Linked DNA regions of Mus musculus: region 2 is linked to region 1. The links are chromatin contacts, called in public promoter capture Hi-C maps. All regions are on one chromosome and are shown on one strand. The core of a region is the stretch at or near the end of the contact, and the rest is flanking DNA. Distances in the headings are between cores, read along the strand shown. Region 1 holds the start of Ust (uronyl-2-sulfotransferase). Region 2 holds the start of Samd5 (sterile alpha motif domain containing 5).

The links. Promoter capture Hi-C pulls out the DNA fragments that hold promoters and counts their contacts.
Region 2: a promoter capture Hi-C map of embryonic stem cells shows a contact between it and region 1, with 5 times the contacts expected there. The contact joins the promoter of Samd5 here to the promoter of Ust in region 1. A contact is called at or near these places in 2 of 39 promoter capture datasets (embryonic stem cells and hippocampal neurons), 4 of 484 Hi-C or Micro-C datasets (all in embryonic stem cells), 2 of 115 datasets of contacts at active chromatin or transcription factors (astrocytes and forebrain) and 1 of 9 other capture datasets (embryonic stem cells).

What each region holds. Positions count from the first base shown.
Region 1 is chr10:8,517,404-8,521,715 of GRCm38.p6, forward strand. It overlaps Ust (uronyl-2-sulfotransferase), which reads right to left and starts at 1,422. Exons shown (of 8, transcript NM_177387.3): 1 at 747-1,422. The coding sequence starts at 996.
Region 2 is chr10:9,672,517-9,676,634 of GRCm38.p6, forward strand. It overlaps Samd5 (sterile alpha motif domain containing 5), which reads right to left and starts at 2,692. Exons shown (of 2, transcript NM_177271.3): 1 at 1,989-2,692. The coding sequence starts at 2,447.

The DNA of each region.
Region 1 (4,312 bases), core at 172-2,671:
TGGCCAAGCCTTGGCACTCAGAATCATGGATGAGAGAGCAGCGAGGTCATACCTCACTGAAATCTGTTTTCTTGGGTTCCAACCTCTTCCTTTTTCAGCCACGAACCAAAAAGAAAAAAAAAAAAGTTGACTTAAGACACATACGGGGCGGAATTTCGAAGGCGGCACAGTTGACTGGCACCTAGAAACAGCCCCAATTTCTCCCGCACTCTCGCTGCAGTCCGCGGGGTGCGCAGGTGCTGCCAAGGAACAAACCAACCTAGGGAAAGACTGGAATCACCTGGGCCAACTCACAAACGGGGGACCCAGTGGATAGAATATCTAAAAGTGACTGGAAAGCGGGGTTAAACCAGCCCACACAACTCAGAAGGGAAAAGCCAGACGGGACAGGATTGTAAGTTGTTAACCACATCCTAGAGAGGACTGTGCACGCACCGCCAGGCCAGCATACACACAAATATTCACAAACATGCACATGTCTATTCTGCCCCAGTTGGAGTGGCGATTCGGGGACAGGTACGTGGTGTCCGGGCTTGGGACACCTGCCCGGAGTCCCCCGTCGCTGCGGGCAGCCCAGAGTACTGTAGGAAGCAGGCGCTCCCAGCTGCCTCACTGAGGGATGCTCAGTGGCATCCCACCTGGGGAGCCTCGGGGACCGTGGTGGCCGTGACAGCTTTAGATGTTCCCCGCTTATCACCCTTTCCCCGAGTGCCCAACTTTGCGGGGCTGGCGCAGCCCTTCCCTACCCAAATACTGCCGCAGGTCGAGCAGGAAGCGAGGGGGTCCCCCGCTGAGCTGGTAGAAGAGGGAGCCCAGGCAGAAGACCAGCAGGGTAGCCATGCAGAAACCGTAGTCCCGGAGGGAGAAGCGCAGGAAAGGCAGCAGCGGGATCCGGCGCTTGCAGCTGCCCAGGCACGGAGGGGCGCCCCCCACAGGGGCCCCATGGGGCCAGGGATCCGTGCCGCCGCCGGGATGCTGCTGCTGCTTCTTCTTCATCGCCGGCTCCGCCGCCTCGAACAGCCCGCCCCGGCCAGGAAGAGGTCACCCATCCGCCGCCAGCCGGAGCGCCTAGCCGGCTGTCTGCACATGGAGAGGGACGCGCTGAGGGCAGCCGGGTGGGGGCGGGGAGGGGCCGAAGTTGCCGGGCTCAGGGTACTCTGCTCGTCTTGGTCCCCACCGCTCGCTGCGGCCCCAAAGGGCCCAAAATGTCCCGGGCCCCGCCGTGGGGGTGGCGATCGCAACCCACGCCTGGTCGCGCGTCCTGCTAGCAGCCCCGCGTCCCGTAGCAGCCCTGCGCCCCAAGTCCCGCCGCGCCCCGGGCTCGCTCCCGGCTCGCCTCCAGCGCCAGCGTGGACCCCCCGGGCTTTGTGTGGGTCGCGGGCGGTGTGTTTGGTCCCAGTTCAGGCTCGGCTAGCTCAAGGCAGGGAGGATCGGGAGGCGGACACCACCCTCTCGCTCCACCTCCTTGACAGGGGCTTCCCTCCCTCCTCGCCTCTCCTCCCCTCCCCTTTCTCTCTGGCGCGAGACGGCCCGCTCTCCTCCCTCCCCGGCCCTCCCTTCCCTCTCCAACCCTGGGCTCGACGCTGGACTCGGTGTCACATTACGGCTTCTGCTGGGGCGGGCAGGGAGGGAGGAGGGGGCCGAGGATCAGCAACAAGGAAGAAAGTTTTTGGGTGCGTGGATTTTTTTTTTTTCCTCCTCCATTCTCTACAATCTGGTCTCGGTTCCTGCGCTACCAGCGACCTCTTGGGGCCCGCTGACTTCCCTCTCGTAAACAGTCGCCTTGGAGGATTTGACTACGTTTGTCTTTTCATTTGGGGAACTTGATTCTCTTTCTATATCCCAAGCGACCCACCTACCAAAAGCCGATATAAAATGTGCTGGGATATGGGTTCAAGACCTAGCCGGGACGGTAAAAGGCAAGAGGTGGGTGGTTTCGGCAGAGCCAGGCATAGCTCACGCCCTTGGCTCAGAATCAGAGGGCGCTTTTTTCTTGCCCTCCCTCGTCTTACAAGCACTCCACTGAAAACAAGGGTACTCCACTGACTGGAGGAAGACCTTACAGCAGATATAAAAGGAGAAGGCTCTGTGCCTTCACAGACCTGTTTCACCATCTCTCTTCCCACCGCTGGGAAGTTTCTAGAACTGAAAGAGCCCACGGAGCTTCCCAGAGACCTATCCGAGAACAGGGCTGCTCTATCAAACACACTTAATCGTTTTTGTTTTTACAAATCACCAGATACACAAGTGATATGGCCTAAGAGTTACATTGTGATTCCAGTGTCCTAGATTGTTTTTCTGTTGCTGTGATAAACATCATGACCCAAAATAACATGGAGGAAAAAAAGAATTTGTTTGGCTTACCAGTTACAGTCCATTGTGGAGGGAAGGTGAGGCAGGAGGAACCTAGAGACAGGAACTGGAGCAGAAACTGGAGAAATGTGCTTACGCGGGTTCTAGGTTCACCTTCCGCCGTCTTTCTTGTACTGTCCAGGGCCACCTGCTTAGGAACGGCTCTCTGCCTGCTGTGGCCTGGCCCCCCTACATCAATTAGCAATCAAGAAAATGCTCCCCAGACAGGAGCAAAAAAACAATCTGTTGGAGACAGTTCTCCAATAATGTTTTTCTTTTCCAAGCTGAGTTAAGTTGGAAACAGAAGTGACATTTAGTGACATAAGCAGGTAGGTAGGACTGTGAACAAGACAGATATATTAACCACTGCAGCATGACACTGGGCAGATTTCTTCATGGTTTCCCTGGGATTAGAAAACAGCATTTAGCTCAGGCCACACAATTCCGATGCCTCTCAACTCTGATCCCCAAATCATTCTAAATAGTCCAGTAATCAGGAGATGTGGGGCAGTTAAGAGCCTCATAGCTCCACGACTGTTCTCCTGAAAACTTTTAAAACATTATCCATCCAGAGATTATTCCACAGAAAATTGAGAAATGGGATCCTGGGAGCAAGAATTCACAATTAGAGGACAGAATGCATGATGGTTAGTTTTAAAAGTCACATGTCACAACCTAGAATCACGGGATAGAATGTCAATTAAAGACTTGCCTACACTGGATCAGCCTATGGGAATACCTGTGGAGGACTGCCCCGTTGTTATTTAATGTGGGAGGGCCCAGCCCACTGTGAAGCACACGACTCCCTAGGCAGATGGTTCTGGACCGTCTAAAAGAGCATGAGCCAGCAAACAAAATTCTCCATAGGTCCAGTCACACTTCTTTGGCTAGGAAGTGAGGTCAGTGGTCAGGGTTAGTACCATATGGAATAGCAAATAGCCCTGTCTTCAAGTTCCTCTCTTGAGCTCCTTCAATGAGGAAATGTGATTTTGAATTATAAGCCGACTAACCCCTCCCTCCCTAAAGTTGCCTGTGGTCAAGTTATTTCTCACAGCAACAGGAGCTCAAACTGAGCAAACGTGGCTTACCCACCACCTGAATATGAACTTCCTCGTCCACAAGTTCGACCATAGGTGAAGACGACACAAGCCGAGAGTTATGAGGTGGGCAGCACCACACACAGCTACACTCTCAGAGTCACTCCTGCACGGGCACAAACTGCCCTGCCCTGCATTCTCCTGGCCACTGTCTAAGGTCTAGGAGTGCTGTTTGGGACACCAAGTAGAACAGAAGCCCTTTGTTTGTCACAAGAACCCCTAACTGGAGTGCTAATGGCCTGTGTCACATTCACCCCAGCAATGGGGGATTTGTCCGGATTCATGTGTACACTTTAGAGATGTGACTGTCCCTTAGAGAATTAAGCCCATCAGTCATTGCTCATTAGTGTGAATTACTTTCATCAGTACAATGAGTGGCCCAGAATAGACTCCCAATTAATAATTTCTGAGTTGATAAAGACAGGCCAGGAGATGGGAGTTGCCAAGCAATCTTCCTAATGTTTTAGAGACCTCTTCTGACAATCTGGTCCTGGAGCAGAGCCTGGCCCTGTGATCCAAACAGTCACTGTGTAAAAGAATGTGTGTAAGACCCTCTGGGTTTACAATCCCACCCCTGGTGTCTGGAGCCAGCTGTCAACATTCTGTGGGGAAAGGGCCTGCTTGCTCTAGGTAATCTGATTGGGAAGGAGACACGTTGGAGAAAATAAGTGAATGTAGAAATTAAAAAGAAAACAAAACCATCAGGGGGTGGGGGAGCAGCAGTGTAGTCTAGTGGTCAAGCCCTTGTTTTCGTTCACACAAGGCAATGGCTTCCGTTTCTAGTGTGGAAGGGTAAAGCCTGAGGGCCTAAGCCTAATCTCCAGAACCCACAGAATGGAAGACAGACATGGGAGCCTGTGTTT
Region 2 (4,118 bases), core at 1,442-3,941, 1.2 Mb after region 1:
ATATTTAGTTAAAGGCAAACTGAAAAGCTATGCCTGGTGATACATGCCTATAATTCTAGTACTTTGGATGTGAGTTTGAAGACAGTTTAGGCTACATGGCTTAACTAAATAAAGTTGACAGAAGTAATTCTTTACATGGAAAATGAACAGTGTCAATGCAAGCTGAAATTTTTTATACAAATCTGACTTATAAAAATGTGTTATCATTAGGTATGCTGGTCACACCTGTGATCCCAGCACTCAAGAGACAGAGACAGAAGGATCACCCATTCTCGTAGCACCCAACACTGCACTATAGTAGTCCTGAAGATTGAACCAGCCATAGCTACTATCTGCCTTCTTTGTGTCCAGGTTTTGAACTGAGCCCTCCCATGGGCTCGGTTACACATCTCTCGGTGCAAGCTCTCTTTACTTTCTGGTATATTAGTAACAAACAGTGAGTTGGCCTCCTGCTCCTTTGGTAGTGGACTAAATTTCTGTTCCGCTGACCACAATCCTTCTAACCACACTGGGCATCCTTCAGGCTCGTACAGCATGTGCCTGAGCTTCTCCATTCCTGATCCCAACACCCATCAATGGTCCTGTCAGAGTAGGTGTCTGGGACAGGTGCTTGAGGCAAACCTTCTTTCTAATCTATCCTCCTTATAAAAGCAATTTGTATTCTCAGGCAGGTGATCATGGTTGACCACCCCGACCACCCACTACCTGCAAGACAGCAGGTGGATAATATTAAACCATTATTTCCTTTTACTGTATCTACTTTGTGCACCAGTAGCCCTTGAACTTGACCATTAGGCATTATGACCTTCAGTCCAGCCCCCTGGGGCTAATGCCACCCACACAGCATTTAGACCAGATATTTCCTCCCATGATGCTTAGATGTTAACACACCTAGCCTGCTGCATATTCTTCAACTAGGCTTCTCCAGGCCCCTTGTTTTCAGGCTGAGATGCTCATTTTCCTGAGTTCCAGGCAATGCCAGACATTACCTGTGCTGTCAGCATCTCTGCCAAATTGGCACTCTCTAGGAGGACAGCTTCAGAAACTAAGCCAAACCTATTCACTTCACTAAGCCAAACCAACCCACTTGAAGCTAGAGACAGCACTCTGGTGTAAAAATGCACTTTCTGGTACTTAATTGTTCAAACCTCATGCCACATGTCTGCGTGCCACACAGAGCGGCCATGAGAACGTGTAGCCTGCTCTCACGTGTGAGGATTGCTTTCTAGGTACTGAAATGTCACCTCTTCCTGGCCTTCCTTACACATGTGCCTTGGAGTTTTGAAAAGAATCTATCTTCCTTTCATCTGAATCACTAGTGATACCACAGACCCCAGATGACCCGTTTGCTCAGCATCCCATTACCCGGAATCCTTAAGCTTTAGGAGCCTCCTGTGAATAGGCACAAGTTTTGTGTTTAGCACGCCCCCCCCCCCCACCACCACCACACACACATAGGTTCCTGTTAATGGGACACTTCTCCATAGCATGGAATTGAGAACAGCAGGCCCTGAATTCCCCTACTCCTTTGGCAATAGTCACCCACTCCTCTTGGAAGTTTCTCAAAACTCAGAAGAAAAAAGTAAAGAAAAAGAGGAAGGTTGAAAATAAGGCAGATGTGACCCATCTTTTTTTTTTTTTTCACTCTTCCAAGCCAGACACTACTAGAGGCATTAGGATTTCCCAGAGGCATTAGGATTTCCCGGTGGCCACCAAAAGCAAGCACCCATTGCTCAGAACCTGACAATCGAGCCCATATGCTAGGGTGCTGTTAAGAGTTGTCTACATGCAAAATATGAGTGAGCAGCTATTATTAGAGACGCCAGCACAGAAGGAATAGATAGATAACGCAGAAAACGGGAGAACCAGACACCCCGAACACCCTGGTTTCTCAATTGTCACCTAGACTGACTGCTGAGCCGCTGCAGAAGCTCCAGGCCTGGTTCCCTCCCGCCATGCCCAAGGTCGCCCTGGCGGGGCCTCCTTACCTTGCGTGAGTATGGGGGTTTGCTCAGGTGGATGCCATCGCGGACCAGCTTATCCCGGATCATGATCTTCAGCTTCAGCTTAGGGTAGCTCACCAGCTCCCTGCTGCAGGGAGCGCCCGGCTGGCCACGGGGGTCCCCGCGAGTGCCCTGGGCTGAGCTGCCACATGGCTCCCCCCGGCGGCCTGGGGGCACCGCTTCTACCAGCGGTGCCGGTGGCACGGGCTGCGGTTCAAGGGTGAAGTAGAGGCCGGCAGCGGCCGCATCCTGTTCCCGCAGCCGGTGCACAGCCTCTAGGATGCGCCGGCGGTGCGCGGGAGCCAGCACCCCGATGGCGTCCAGGTCCGGGTCTCCGATCTGCTTGCACACTTCCAGGTCATCGTAGCCATTATCCACGAAGGACTCAGCGTACTGTGGGAGCTGTAACGCTTTCAGCCACTCGTAAACTATGTTGGTGCACATGGCTGAGACTCGGAACTCGCCAGCGAGTACCCAAGTGACACGGGCGGCACCAGTTCTTGCAACTTTTAATCCTCTCCTGGAAAGGGGTGGGGAGAAGAAACAGCAGGAAAAGTTTCTCCCTTAGTGGTTAGGCTCCGGCCGCAGAGTCAGAGCCATAGAAAGCAGCCGGGGAGGGAGCGAGAGAAAACGAGGAGCGTCTAGCGGCGAAGTGGATTCCCCGAGCAGGCGCGGCGCTCGCGGGCACTGGCGGCTGGGCGAGCGGCTGGGCTCCGCGCCGCCCCTGGATGCGCGGCCACCGCGGGGAGGGGCGCGCAGGCGGGGCCGGGCACACCCCTCGCACCCGCGCGGGTCACCGTCGCGCTGCGCCGCCCAGGAGGTTCCCCAGCTGGGGCAGTCTGGGGAGTGCTCGCTGCATGTCGCTATCTGGCCGGCTCCGTGGACGTCTGCAACCGGGTCCCACGCCGTGGAGGCGGCTCCGGCGGGCAGACCGGTGGATGATGGCGAGCGCCTGGTCTGTGCGCTTGTCAGTCACTGTCGTTCCCGGGGTCACGGTGACCCGGTGGCTATTAAGCTTCCGGACTCCGGTGGCTGCCCTGGATATCTTTCGACATTTCTTTTGAATCCGACTTCTCCAAACCCCTAGATTTTTTTTTCTTCGCTCAGTTCCCAAGCCAGTGGGTACTCTCGCCTGGGTGTCCAAGGGGAGGACCCGGTCACTGGTCCTGAGAGAAGCTGTTGAGTCCAGTGTCCCTTCTCCTTTCCCGATGCACGTAGAATGTCCTTTCAAAGGAGCGGGTTGCTAAGGCTCCACAGGCACGGTGTGTCTGGCTCTGTGGTGCTGCGCTCTGTGCCCCAAGCAGCTGCGTTTTGGCAGCAGGGTGGGAGCGACGTGGGGACTGTCCAGCCTGATGGGCGCGAGGCCCCTCCTCGCTATAACTAGTCACACCGGGTGGGTGTCGGGAGGGGCACGACTGCTCCCGATTGCCTCTCCCTCCAAGGCCATCTGACCTGCGAAAGTTTGGGGTGGGTTGTTACTTTCTCCTCCTCGGTCAGCGCATCCCTACCTGATCGGCATCCCTCCCCACCCCCACCTTCCTTCCAGCCACACAAGCACACCGCGTTGTGTCAGACCCCCTCAATCTCTCCCTGCCTTTTTGCTTTCTATTCACTTCGCGTTACAGCTCTTCTGCCCCAGGTGGCTCCCTGCCCAGGGACAAGAGAGGTTTTCTGCCTCCGAGACAGGGACCACAGCCGACTCCCCCTTCTCTGCCCCAGGGTCGCGTGTTAATTGATACACCACCACATACACCACCACGCAGCTGTGTTAAAGAGAACACTAGGGCATCTAGCACTTCTGCCTAGATGGGAGTAACAAAATTAACCGAGATTCCCTCCTGGTGCCCATGGCCCAGCTTTGAATGGAGGCGGGGGAGTGGGGAGGAGAAGGGCGACCCCCCGGAGTTCCTAGGCCTCTTTTCACTTCGTCTGATCTTTGGGGAAGCAGTTAGAACCTTAAGAAACCTTGCAGGCAGCAACAATTTCCTTTTCACAAAAGTAACACTCAGCTTCACTCTAGAGCCAGACCTGGCCAATACCCTTCCTGAAAGAGTCCTTCTGGGGCCCTACCTGTCTCTAGGCACAACACTAATGATGGCACTGCCCATCCGTGGC